2 separate regions of the Mus musculus genome follow, and region 2 is linked to region 1. The links are chromatin contacts, called in public HiChIP or PLAC-seq maps. All regions are on one chromosome and are shown on one strand. The core of a region is the stretch at or near the end of the contact, and the rest is flanking DNA. Distances in the headings are between cores, read along the strand shown. Region 1 holds the start of Cyren (cell cycle regulator of NHEJ). Region 2 overlaps Cald1 (caldesmon 1).

What was found. HiChIP or PLAC-seq counts read pairs in DNA pulled down with a chosen protein or histone mark.
Region 2: an SMC1A HiChIP or PLAC-seq map of the NIH/3T3 cell line shows a contact between it and region 1, with 2.8 times the contacts expected there. The contact joins the enhancer-like site here to the promoter of Cyren in region 1. A contact is called at or near these places in 2 of 39 promoter capture datasets (the 3T3-L1 cell line and liver), 1 of 15 datasets of contacts at CTCF or cohesin (the NIH/3T3 cell line), 1 of 484 Hi-C or Micro-C datasets (Th1 cells), 2 of 115 datasets of contacts at active chromatin or transcription factors (bone marrow-derived macrophages and extraembryonic endoderm stem cells) and 1 of 9 other capture datasets (adipose tissue).

The regions. Positions count from the first base shown.
Region 1 is chr6:34,875,649-34,882,029 of GRCm38.p6, reverse strand. Cyren (cell cycle regulator of NHEJ) reads left to right here and starts at 3,965. Exons shown (of 4, transcript NM_001135611.1): 1 at 3,965-4,130; 2 at 5,259-5,491. The coding sequence starts at 5,346. Wdr91 (WD repeat domain 91) reads left to right here. Exons shown (of 15, transcript NM_001013366.1): 15 at 1,062-1,604. The coding sequence ends at 1,226.
Region 2 is chr6:34,634,902-34,641,282 of GRCm38.p6, reverse strand. All of the region lies in intron 1 of Cald1 (caldesmon 1), which reads right to left. Among named protein-coding and RNA genes, the nearest start is that of Gm13861, 16 kb to the left of the region's middle. Within about 2 kb of position 2,927, at least 34 of the 459 cell types and tissues checked have an H3K27ac peak or open chromatin away from gene starts, as enhancers often do. A contact at or near this core is called in the NIH/3T3 cell line, where this site is marked.

The DNA.
Region 1 (6,381 bases), core at 2,716-5,215:
TACTGTTCTCATCCCCCTGCTGCTGGTAGCTGCATGAGCTCTCGGGTGGATCTGTCTCTCCTTCAGGACACCCTAAAACACTAGTTACAAGGCTAGTTTTCCCCTTTAAGGCTTGCGGTACTTGACATCCGGGAGAGCTGTTCTTTGTTGTCTATATGGAGGAATAGCTGGATATGCATTTTATTTTAAGGCATGCAGCCTTTTCTCCACCCAAATATGGAGCATAGTCAGACTTGCTCTATAATCAGACAATGGATTGACGGGTTTTCCTGTGTAGTTTTTTAAAGTGTCATGGATGGTTCCAGTTACTCAGGGTGCCTGCTAAACTTCAGGTTGTATTTTTACAATCCATAAATAATTTAACCGATAGCTTTTTTAGTTATCTCTTCATGAATGTGAATGCTTTCTGCCGCTTGCTCTCAGGTGTCATAGTGTTGCTAGGAGTCATATTGTTTCTGATTCCCTGTGCAGTGCCTGTTAGCGTCTGGTCATTCACACGTGTGCACAGTTTTAGACGCGTGTGCGTGTGTGCGTGCGTGCGTGCGTGTGTGTGTGTGTGTTGCTGGATGGCAGGCTTGTTCACACATTCATCAAGGCCTTCCTATGCCTGGCCCCATTTGGAGTGATGCAGCTGGTCTTAGAGGTCCTGCCCTCCAAGGTTTATGTGCCCACGGTGAGAACTGTATGTGTAAGACCACGATCTAGAGTCAGGCAGTGGCTGGCAGGTGATGCTGTAACAGGTGGATGCTGTGGGAACACACGGGGAGGTGCAGGAGCACTCCCCCACAGATAGGTCAGGCTGCAGAGAAAACGCCTGCCATCTTTTGAAGAGCATCTCAGGGACTGGATTTCCACAAGAGGCGGGCTGACTACTGTCAGGAAAGCGAAGGTATAAACAGGCTTTCCAGAAAAGTGGGGCGTGGGCCAGGCTACATTCTCAGATTGGGGTGGCCGCTCCCAGGCTCAAGGTAGTTTTTGGACACTGAAAGTTTTTGGTTAGAGTGTGTATGTTTGTGAGTGGCGTCTGCTAATGCTGCTTCTTCACTCCTGTCCTCCTGCAGCTGGGCAGTGAAGAGAAAGTTCTAGAAAATTGTCTGAGCCTGGGTGGCCACCGTGCCCCTGTGGTCACCGTGGACTGGAGCACCGCCATGGACTGTGGGACGTGCCTCACAGCCTCCATGGATGGCAAGATCAAGCTGACTACCCTCCTAGCCCATAAGCTCTGATGTCGGGCCCGGCTGACACGGCACGGGAAGCAGAACCGTCTCTGGCAGAAGAGAGATGAGACGGGGGACAGGACAGGGCTCTGGTTCTGCACTGCCAGGGTGGTGGATCTTCAGGAAAGCCCCCAAGGGGGCTCAGTCGTCCTGACGAAGCCCCTGGAGCAGGAGATGTGGAGCAGGCTGCGTGTACTCCCTGGAGACTAGAACCGTGGCTATAGCGGAGCATGCTCCAGAGCACAGGACTGATGCTAAGGAAGGAGCCACAGTGGCCGGCGCACCCTGTTCGGTCCAAGAGGCATTGACTGTATTTTGTACATAATTGCTTATTTTTCTTATTTAAGGGGAAAAAAAAATCAGAGCAAGGTAATGCTCTTACAGTCACTTGGTGTCTCTTTCTGGACTATGTGAGTCGCCTGGCCCTGGTGATAGCCACAGCTCCCTGCCTTGGTTATTGGATGTCAGCTCTCACTAGCCTCAGCTGCCATGCCTTTCTGGCAGAATCCGGTTATAGTTGAGATGTACACCACAGTGCCCTCTTCTGGTCTCAAGCCGAGATCTGAGTGTCTTCTGCAGAACCTGAAAGCTGGGTAAGGTGCTGGCTAAGAGGCTTCTCAGGACAGCAGGCCTGAGATCTGGGCCCACCTCCAGCTCCTGCACCTTGGGGTCTTGTGGTCCCAGAACTCTCATTTGGTGGCTTCCTCCTCCTTCCATCGTGAAGTCTCTTAGCTTGAATAGTACCAGCTGCCTGCACCTCTGCCTGGCTCAGCTGCATCGGCTGTGCCTGTGCTCTGGTCTCTCACTTGGAAGGAGAGAAAAGCAGGAGTGTTGAGGCCTGGGCTCCCTTCTGGGATGGAAGGAAAAGTGGAAAGCGATATATAGGAAAACCCTATATATCATAGTTACTATTTATTATTGGTGTGCCTGTGTGTGTTGGGTGGGTGGGTGGGGGGTGGGGTGGGATATGCCACAACAAAGATCACAAGACAACTTGGTGTAGACTTAAGTTCTTTCTGTTCATCTTTATGTGTATTTGGGGGATCAAACTCAGGTGGGCAGGCTGCATGGCAAGTGGCTTTCCCCGCTGCGCCATCTCCTGCTCACGTGTTTACCCACGTCCACACTGACATGAAGGGGTCAGTCCGTTCTCTGCCGTGTCTCCACTCCGACTGACACACAGCCTCATCGTCTGCCTCACCCAGCTTTGTGGGCCTGGGTTCCGCCTGAGTCAGGAGCCCGTGATTTAATTTCCTCTGGTTTTCCTGTCTTATGGCGTGCTCTTTCTTCCAGCATGTTCCCCACAACTTGCTGAACCAGTGGTTTTAAGGCTCAGAGACAGAAAGAACATTCCAGAGCTTGTTCCTCCCCAACCCCTCCCAGGAAGAATGCATCCTTCAAAGCGCCTCTTTGGAACCCCTGAGGGCCTTAGTAGGGCTCTGTCCTTTGCTGTCCTTGAGTGAAGGTGTTGTGGGGCACAACCAAGAAGGCAGGTCACACTGCAAACCTTGAGTCACTCTTCTGGGGGCTGAGAACCTCGCCTGGCAGGTGCAAGTCTGCATTTCCCTCCCTGTGCCCTGGGGCCCTGTCTCTGCTGAGCCCCAAACCCATGCCCAGGAGCTCGGTGTGGGGTCTGGAAGTACAGTCACGATTACAGTGCCTGCTGACTAAATGAAGCTGACGGACACTTGTTACTATAGCCAATAAATTTATCTGCCAATTTAAAAATAATAAAACCCATGTGGACTCCAGCACAGGCAAGTCTCCTAGCTTGGTCTTTCCCTCCTGCTGCTGGGGTCTTTGCTGACAACAGGCTCTGTATGCAGCCACACAGGTCTTTAGCCTTATTTGCTGGGTGGCCATGGAGAAGTTTTAAGAGATGTGCAGGGTCGGGAGAGTTATTAAGAATCAAAGGAATCCAAGAATGGAAGGATGCCCTCTCACCCAGCATTAGGCTTGCTTGGCTCACATCAGATGAGGTAGAGGGCCCGCCCTATTTACAGTCAATGAATGCTACTTTCTTGACAGCTAGGGGCTGCCCTCCCAGAAAGGTGGCAGCCTGGCCTGGTTCAAGAGCAGCTAAAATGACTCTAGGGGTCATCTGTGGGATTGGAAGCCATTGGTTTATCCCATTAAGAGTTGGGGCCTTTAATTTCCTGGTCCGAGCTATCAGTTTAGGATTGAGGATTAGCATTAGGGAAAGGCTATGGAGAAACCGTGCTCAATAGGGGAGCTGTGGGTGCCCCAGTCCAGAGTGCGGTGTTGACCTGCTGTTGTAAATCGAACTTGGTCACTCTTGATTTCTCCGTTTGGGGGCAGACAGAATCAGATCTGAGGTTTCCTTTGCTCCAGCGCTCCAGAGAAGAACCTCCCCTGTGAGGGCCTCCTACTGTGTTTTTTTCAGTCGTCTTCCTTGGCTTTTTCCCCAACCACCCAGGTTGCCTTAAAATCATGCATGCGTTTAGCTGAAAGATTCCGGACACCTGGGAGCTAGCTTGGCGCCTCCTCCACTTCTGCAGAGGGAACCTTTCTTTGCTTCCCCTAGTTACTGACTCTGGCCGCTAAGAACCAACGGCTGCGCCTCCGTCACAACAGCTGACAGAAACAGGAGCCTGCGGATGTGACCCGCGGTCTGCAGGGGGCACCCGGGGCCCTAGCGGCCAGCCAGCGCCCGGGTCCGGAGCGCGCACGCCGGGAGCGCGCAGGAGCCGGAAGGGGCGGGCGGTGGGATGCGTGCGCGTCTCGCAGTTCTGAATCCCCGGAACCCACGGGAAGGACCGCAGCGCTGCCCTCCCCTCTTGCCCACGGTTCCATCCTGTCCCCAGGCCCCCGGCTCTGCGCCCTCTGCGGTAGGGAGGGAGTGGCGCGGCCAGCTCCGCGCTAGTGCAGCGACGTCCCGCGTGTGCCTTCTGGGTGAGATTTTCCAGGGACCCAACGGGCCCGACCCGATCAGCGCTGAGCTCCAGAAACCTTGCGGCGGGCAGGACCTGGCTGCTGGCTCGATGGTCGATATCCAGCTTTCTACGACTTTGTGCACGCTAATTCTTAACCACGTCTGTTTCTCGTCTATAAAATGGACATGATACACATGTACTGCCGGGTCTGACTCATTTCTGTACACTGTCACTCACTGGATGGTATTCCTCTTAATCGACTTCTGTTCTGTGGCTGGACAAGTTGTTTGGTTTAAATGAAGTTATAAACAGTCATTCTGGATGAGCCAAAATTGTCTACTGGTGTATGTTGGGGGCAGGGGGAGCACTGCCCATTGAAATGTGTGAATTAGAAAGCCTGGGGGATTTAGTAATTGATATGTTTTGTAAAATGTGGTATGGGAGGGAGGGAGGGGGTGCCTTAAGCGGGCCCAAGCTGAACCCCCTCCTACTCCCAGGTATCAGCCATATGATGGGTCTAGTATAAAAAGAAGTTTATTTGGGGACATGAGAAGGGGGGTTGAGAAGGGAGTAGAGGCAGAGAAAGAGGGGACAGAGAGGGACAGAAAGAGAGAGAGGGACAGAAAGAGAGAAAGGGAACAAAGAAGAGGGAACATGTGGAGAGAGAAGTGGGGAGGGGGGTTCAGAGAGCATGAGAGAGGCCAGATAGTCCTTTTATAGCAAGCCAGGTTTGTACCTGGCTGTTGCTAGGTAGTTGAGTGGAGCCTAGAAGGAACGTTAGCATGCTAACAGTAACCAAATCACAGTAGAGGTGAGAAGTTTGTGACATAGATGGAGATGGACGATTGGGCCAGAATCCCCTTTCTTCCTTCCTTTGGGCTGTAGAAATGACAGGAAAGCATTTCTTGTTGCTGCAACTGCCTGTGTGGGGCACAGAGCAGGGGAGGGGCTACAGATATCTGTCTGCAGGCCCCATGTCCTATCTGCTGCTAGTCCTCCATGTGACACAGTGTACATGGCTTGGCCTTCTGGGCTCTGCTCACCTCTGGGTCACCTCAGGTCTGCCCTACACTGACTAGTAATTACTGCTGGTAAGTTGGAAGAGCGTTGACTTACTAGAATCTACTGACTTGGTTCCTCCTTGTAGGCATTGAAGATCGGCACCCACTGGGGTCAGATGAGCCTGGTGTGACAAGAGAGTGTGAGTTTTGGTCCTGTTCTAGAGAAGCAAGCCATGGAAACCCTAAAATCCAAGACCAAAACGAGGGTCCTCCCCTCTTGGATGACAGCCCCTGTGGATGAGAGAAAGGTTGTATCAGTGAAGACAGCCACAAGGAAGCAGACAGCCGCCTGGGCCCAGAGAGTGGGGGCAGCAACAAGGTAGCTAGCTGGCCTGTCTGTCAGAGTGGGCGGGGCAATGAAATCCGTCCTTCCAGCAGAGCCCATCGCTCTCAGCTTGCCCCTCACAGAGAAGCACCACCACGTGAGTGTGTGCTGGTGAGCTCTGTCCTGCCGTCTAGCTGTTGATGCAGGCAGTGAGCTCTGCCTACAAACCATGCCTACACCCCAGGAACCAGTTGTTCAAAGTGCTTATCTCTTCTTCATTGGTGACAAAAGCAAGATCAATGGATCTGAAGTCTAGTCACCTGAGTGGTGCCTGTCTTTCCTGTACACAGGGCTTTTCAGTCAGTCAGTCAAGAAATCTGACATTGCAGAAGTGACGGGTGAATGCTGGTAGTCAGGGCGGGGAGAGCTTATCAAGTAGGAGGGAGGGAGCAGCCATTCTCTCAGAAACAGGGGCAGGAGGCTTTCAGGGCCACACTTGCTGGCTCTTTCCTGTTCCTTACGTAGTTGTCACAGCCCCAGTCACATTCATGTACAAACTGGGCTCTGGCCTGATGGCCTGTACTGGCTATGTCCTCTGTTTGCTTTTGAGACAGTGTCTCTCTCTGTAGCCTAGGCTAGCCTGGAACTTACTATTTAGGTCAGACTGGCCTGGAACTCACAGAGTTCCACCTGCCTCTGCCTCCCCAGTGCTGGGATTACTGTGTGCCACCACACTCAGCCGTCCACTGTGTGTTTCAAGGAGTAACAGTGGGAAGCCAGCCACTATCCCCACTCCCAGTTCTGTGTGAGGGAGTCCACGAAGGGAGGGTAGTCCTGTGCCCTGCCCCTGGACCACTAGGCTGAGGAAACTCTACAGCTCAGAGAATCAGTAACTCCCCCCCCCCCCCGGGGGTGCTTCCATTTCCTTCCTCCTTGTGAGTCCC
Region 2 (6,381 bases), core at 1,678-4,177, 240 kb after region 1:
TCAAAATCTGTCAACAGCAGTGGCTTTGTAGGAATGAAGAAAAAGTATTTTTCTGAGCTTAGGATAAAACTGAGAACTGTGAGGAAGGTGACAGGAATTTGGACTAGGAAGTGACTGGAAGCCATGAGACATCTCAGTACTTTCTTAGGGACTTAGAAACATTGAGGTGGTGGCCCAGCCACCATTTTTATTTGCATCTGAAATGAAAGAGCCATCCCAGGAGAGCTCGGGCATCTCAGGTTGCTTATTTATGAATATCATCAGAGGAAAACATCTGCTACTTGGATGGTTCAGGCAACAGTTGCTATGTATGGAGAGAACGTGGGGTCACCTCAATTTTAAGTCCTGGTGCTTCTACTAACTAGCCACATAATCTTGGGCAAGGCACAAACTCTCAGCTTGCCTCAGTCTTTTCCAATGTTAAAGGCTGAAGAATGGATCCGGCAGTCTCAGCTAACTTCTGACTAGGTAGATCTCAGTACTTAGGAAAGCCCCCAGAAGAAAGGGTGAGGCTCAGAGAGCTAAAGTCCAGGGCATGATCAGAGGAGTGAGGCTGTTTCTGATGCGCAAAAGAGCAAAACCATTTGCAGAGAAACCCAGCCAGGTTCGGGTGAGCTGTATTCAGGGGGTGGGAGCTGGAAGGAGCAGGGACCCTGGATGTCATGTCTACACTCTTCACTCTGGAGCAGACAATAGTTATTGAAAGTTGGGGGAATACAGAAGGCAATGCGGCTTAGCCGGAGGCTCAGAGTTAGGTTTGCGGATGTCTGATACCCAACTTGGGGTGGTAAGAGTGAAACTGTGGAGAAAGAGATCGCGCAGTGCTCATGAGATCCACACGTGCACATTGATTCCTCCCCAGCTCTTTCGGAAAGGAGTTCCCTCTTGGTTGCAGCACCCTGAACTCTGACCCTTGTGTCTAAACTCTGAGCTATTAATGACCAATAAATCACTTCCGAGATTAATCTGTAGGAAGGGCCAGGGCGAGTTTGAGTATAAAATGACCTTGGATTGTTGTATGGTTAATAATCTGTACCTTCATTGCATAAGCAAATGCATTTTTGTAAATTGTGGAAACTAATAGCAGCTCTCAATGAAAAGGAAACTAATTTTTTTCTGAAAATTTTTTTTCCTGTAAATATAAAGGTTATATTATGAAAATACCTTTACAGACAGAGAAAATACAAATTTCCCCATTCCTCTTCAAGTCTTAAGATATTCTGTGGCCACTTAAAAACCCTAGGCACTGTAGTCATGTCTTAGAATAAATCCTCTGAGGGAGTAAATCCAAATGGAAACTTCTAGCAAACTTAACAGTTTAATGAAGCAGATTTGCTTCAGCAGGAGCACAGACTATGTCCAGAGCAACTTCTAGAATGAGGGAGCTGGAGCTAGATCATCTCCTCCTGGAGTCCCCCCGCCTTCTCTCTGAAACTTGTCTCTCTGGTACCCACTCCTACCCTCTTCCTTTAAACCTTGGGGTTTTGCAGTGATAGTTTCAGGTCAAACAACAGAAGAACGCTTTTCTCATTGTATATATTAAACACTTGGCACATGGTATTTTAAATGCTGGTACCAGGCTTCAAACACACACAAGTTCTGGAAGAATCTAAAGGCATTTTTAAGGTGGTGATAGGAAAGTTGGACAAGTGGGGCTTTAAAATCTCAGGGAAAATAACATTAACTTCAGCAATGGTCACTTCTTCACCTCCACTTTAGATCTGACCCAGGGATACAGATCTCAGAGTCTAATTTTTTTTTTTTAGCATGTTAGTAGAATGAGGGTCAGATGCTCTCTCAAGTTGTCGTTGACCAGTTACCACTCTAGTGGGAGGGGAAAGAAACCAAGACTAGAGATGAGAGAAATTCACAGATATTATGGGATAAAAGTCACAGCATCTCCTCCTTGGTATTCCAATGAGTCACAGGGAGCTGGGATTTTTCCCCCCTCCATTTGTAGATGAAGAAATTGAAATTGGGTGAAGTTAAGAAGCTTGGTTAGCAACAGATAAGCAGCATGGTTATGACTAGATTTTGGGGTCTTCATCTTCTCTTCTGCCTGTCTAAGGGGAATTCTTACTTTTAAAACAAAGAAGAAAAAAAGGTTGCTCAATTATGTAATTTCACTTATAGTTGTTTGACTAGAAATAAATGATATCTTTTTAACAAGAATCTGTCGACAAAAAAGCTAGTTAATGCTTAAGAAAAAAAAATAATTTGATTGAAAAATCCTTTGTTTCAGTGGTCTTGTGCAGACCTGGACTTAATGAATGGCTACCTCTAACTCCCCTTGCTGCAAGAATACAAAAGGACCCAGAGGCAAGCCCATGGCAAATTGCCACTCCAAACAAATTGCTGTCTGTGAGCTCTCACACTTGAATTACCCTTCCAGGATTAAGGCTTGAGACTGTGAAAAATTAAAAATGTTGCCTAAGCCAGGAAATAGCAAATGAATCACAAGTCTCACTAGGAAGCTTAACTCTAGATCTAATCTTCCACTTTGGTGACGTTTAAACTGTGCGTTATCTTTAACAGACCAAATCCCCCCTCTGGCAGGATCTGGAGATGCTATTTTTGTGGTAATTAAAAATTTTTTTTAAATCACATGGCCTGTTCTTTATGTTCAGTTTATGTAGGAGTTGAGACCACTTCAAACATAACTTTTCTTCCCTAGTCAGATGGCTATTTAATATCATGTCATTCGCTGGTTGAAATAAAATAAGTTAATCAGCACAAAAGAAATACATGAACACCCCAAAAAGAATTGAAATGTATCTCTGAGAAATGATTTTTCTTTTCCAAAGCCAGACATCAAAGGCTGCCTCTTGAAGAAAGTTTATTTTGAGAAGCTTCAGTCAAAACAATTTGGAAACTATGAAATGAGTCAGTCTTTCTTAAAGAAATGTAACTTTGTCTGTTCCCTTGCATTTTGGGTTTGGTAGGAGACATCTTTATTCCACGGGGTTTTGAAAGCATGTTTAGGATTCCATAGGTTTAGTATAACATCACTAATGGTTTCTAATGAGATCCAGGCAGTGGCGAGAGGGAGAGAAAAGAACAGCACAAAAGCTGAATTTTACACCACCAAGCACCATGTAAAATGTGGGAAAGGCTCCACACTTTATCTGTTGCCGAGGCCATGTGGAATGGAAGGGGAAAGTTCGCAGGCAATCAACCAGACGTGTGGACAGCACGACACCCAGGGTTTGGCTCTTCAGAATCAGACATCCAAATGGCTGGATTTGTAATGGTGCCTGTGCATATGCAGGGAATGTCAGTATCTAGATATTGTAGTGATCCTACTGGGCTCTTCAGGCTCCAGTTACTTGCTTGGTTCAAGTCTCATAGACGCCTTTCCTCTGGGGAGCATATCTGTGTAGCCATCAGAGGATGAGGCTAAAATAAAATTTCCTCAAGCTTCCAGCATCTCTGGCATTTGCAGGACACTGGATGAGGGGAGAGTTGGAGTGGGTGGCGTCATGCATGGGGGAGTCAGTTTTCTATGGACTCACTTAGCAAATTGCAACTCGAGGCAATCCCACAAGTATTGAGTTCAGAGTCTATACATAGAGTACTACAGTCTGCAGAGAGGGGCAGGCAAACAAAGAGAAAAGAAGACATAATTTCTGCCTCCACTACCATCCAGTCAGGAGCATAGACAAACAGGCAACGGCCTTACAACATGGATAGAGTTGTATGGGGAATGCGAAATCCTCCCAACCTCTTTTCAAACGAAGTAGAACAAATTGTTTGGGGACAGGAAGTGGGAAGATTTGAAAAGGAAATGGTAAAACTCGATGTCTCAGAAACGCAGAATATTTTTACAAGGAAGTCTCAGTGTCTTAAATTATTTACGGTGAGAGTTACCCATACATTCGACAAGTACTGAACTAGCATACAACATTCCGGGACTCTGCTAGGAAAGTTAATATTTTCACATTATTTACCCAATATTTACATAACTTTACATTTCATCGAGTTTCTTCTGAAAAACTTCTGTTTTGACTTTCAACTGCATAATAAAATTGGGTCAGTTCACCATCTGTGTTACTTGTCCTCCGATGGGCAACGGGTTTGACAAGTTACCTGATCAATTCACGTGCAGAAACATGATTCTAAATCTTCTAGGAAGTATCCCTCCATCCTCGTTTCCCCTTATAACTCACCAACAACGCTGGTTGTCACCATAAAACAAAGAGAACTCTACTTCCCTGTGTAAGTAAATACACTTGGGACTGAGCCACTAGCATTAGAAAAGAAAGCTATGGTACCTTATCAAATAGAAAATTCTAAAAACCAAGCACTTCTGACTTGCTTTTAGCACAGATTCTTAGTTTAGCAGGGAGTATGCTCAAGATAATAGAGTGTTGGCTGCAGTCTGGCAGTGTTTCCAAAAAGAATCAGTGTGTGCCATACAGCCAGCTCTGGAGCTTGGTCTGCAATATCCAGCGGATAAACTGCAGTCTATAATTCCCATTTAATCAGGAGGAGAGTTCAGTGCACTGCAACATTCTCATATCTTTTACAAGAATTAATTGCTAGGGTAAACACCATTTCTTTTTACAAAAATATGTAGACACATCTAAAAAAACACAAAGACCATTTATAAAATTACTTATATCCATGTTCAGAAGTAAGTTTTGTTAATATGTGGTGAGTATAATTCTGAATATATAGGAGAATATGTGTAGCTCAAATATCATAAAAAGCATAATATAATATTGGAAACTATTAGTTACCATTATTTAACAAGGAGATTAGAAGTTAAAAATCAGGTAAATGTTTCCGTCTAAAAAGAAATTTTTAAGTGAAAGTGGAAAAATAGAAGAGTTTTTTTGCCGATGTATTATTAGCAGCAGATATTGTCTTTAGATATTATCTGAATTCCTTCAATAGTGTATAGGGTACACATTTCCTCTACTCTTCCTGACTTCCTCATTTAAGCCTCACGATGATAGTATTTTACACTATCAAAGAAAATGCTATAGAGCTGACATTTACCGTCAGAAGTACAATAGTTACTTACGTTTTATATTTAAATCAACTAGTTGTAAAACTAGTCTAAATACAATCTAAAACAATTGGGTTCTAGCCACACAAAAATAGCAAATAGTTTGCATATCATCTCTCCCCTTTCAATGGTCACTGTGGACCCAAATTTCTATTTAAAAATTTCCCCTGGGGAATACAGCCTAATGTTCCGTAGTTATACTAACTAGTCTTCTTTTAAAAATTCGAAAATAGTGAAAATATGAATGTATATTTTGAATTCAGCACACCCTGAAATTTTCCTCCATCCATTGGTATGGCCTGTTCCCCACCCCAGGGGCAAAATCTTTGGGTGATATTGCAAACAAATACAGAACCTCTTTCTAACCGGGCAACTCTGGGATCCTGGTGTTGATGAGGGAATATCTGGTTTTTAAACGAGATTTCTAAAGGTACAAGGTAGGCTATCAGAACACCTCAACCTTCATAGTGGCTCGGGGTAAAGGGCGGGAGGGTGAGCTTGCTTCCCAGTGTATGAGATTTCTTTATCTGTGACATCTGGATATGCTCACCAGCAGATAGGTGTTCATGTTTCTGCCAAGCAATCTAGACTGGAAGCCTTTTGCTCTAGTCTGGGAGATTAAATATGTTCTATTCACCTTTATGTTTTGTTTTTTCGCATTTCTCCCAGGTATCATTGCTCCCCCTCCCCACCCCCACCCGTGGTTATGAGTCTATTGTTTGCATGTGGGTATCTGGTTGCTTTGACGTAGTGTGCACGCACACAGAAGCCAGAGCAGGACATTGGACATTTTCCTCTATCGCTCTCCACCTTATTCCTTTAAGCCAGGGTCTCTCACTGGTTCAGAAGTTCTCCACATTGGCTAGGCTGGCCAGCCGGTGAGCTACAAGGATCTACCTACCTCTGCTCCATGTGCCACTGGGGCTAACAGGCAACCTCTGCCTCATTGGACTTCTTCCTCTAGCCTTTATGCTTACCTCTGCTCCTCCTTTGGCCAAGATGGAACTGGTTTCCCATTTAAACAAATACATTTGGTAGTAAATGGATCCAAAGAAAATCCTAAACACAGATCTTAGGCCCTTACATATGTAGTATCGAGCCCATCCCATCAGACACTGCAGTGTTACAGCAGGGTGCATAGACCACCCACACCAGTATGGGTTGAAACTTGCCTTTTGGATATGCCTTGCAAGTTTGGGATCTCCATCTGTATAGACATGAACTCAACATTCCCTCTGAGTTTTCAGGAAGATCATGTAAATAGAATGGTGAAATAAAGCTGAATAAAGCTGAAATGAGCCAGCTTCCAAGGCACGCCTGAAACTCATCAGATCGACTGTTTCAGCTGGACTACACAGGCTAGTGTGCAT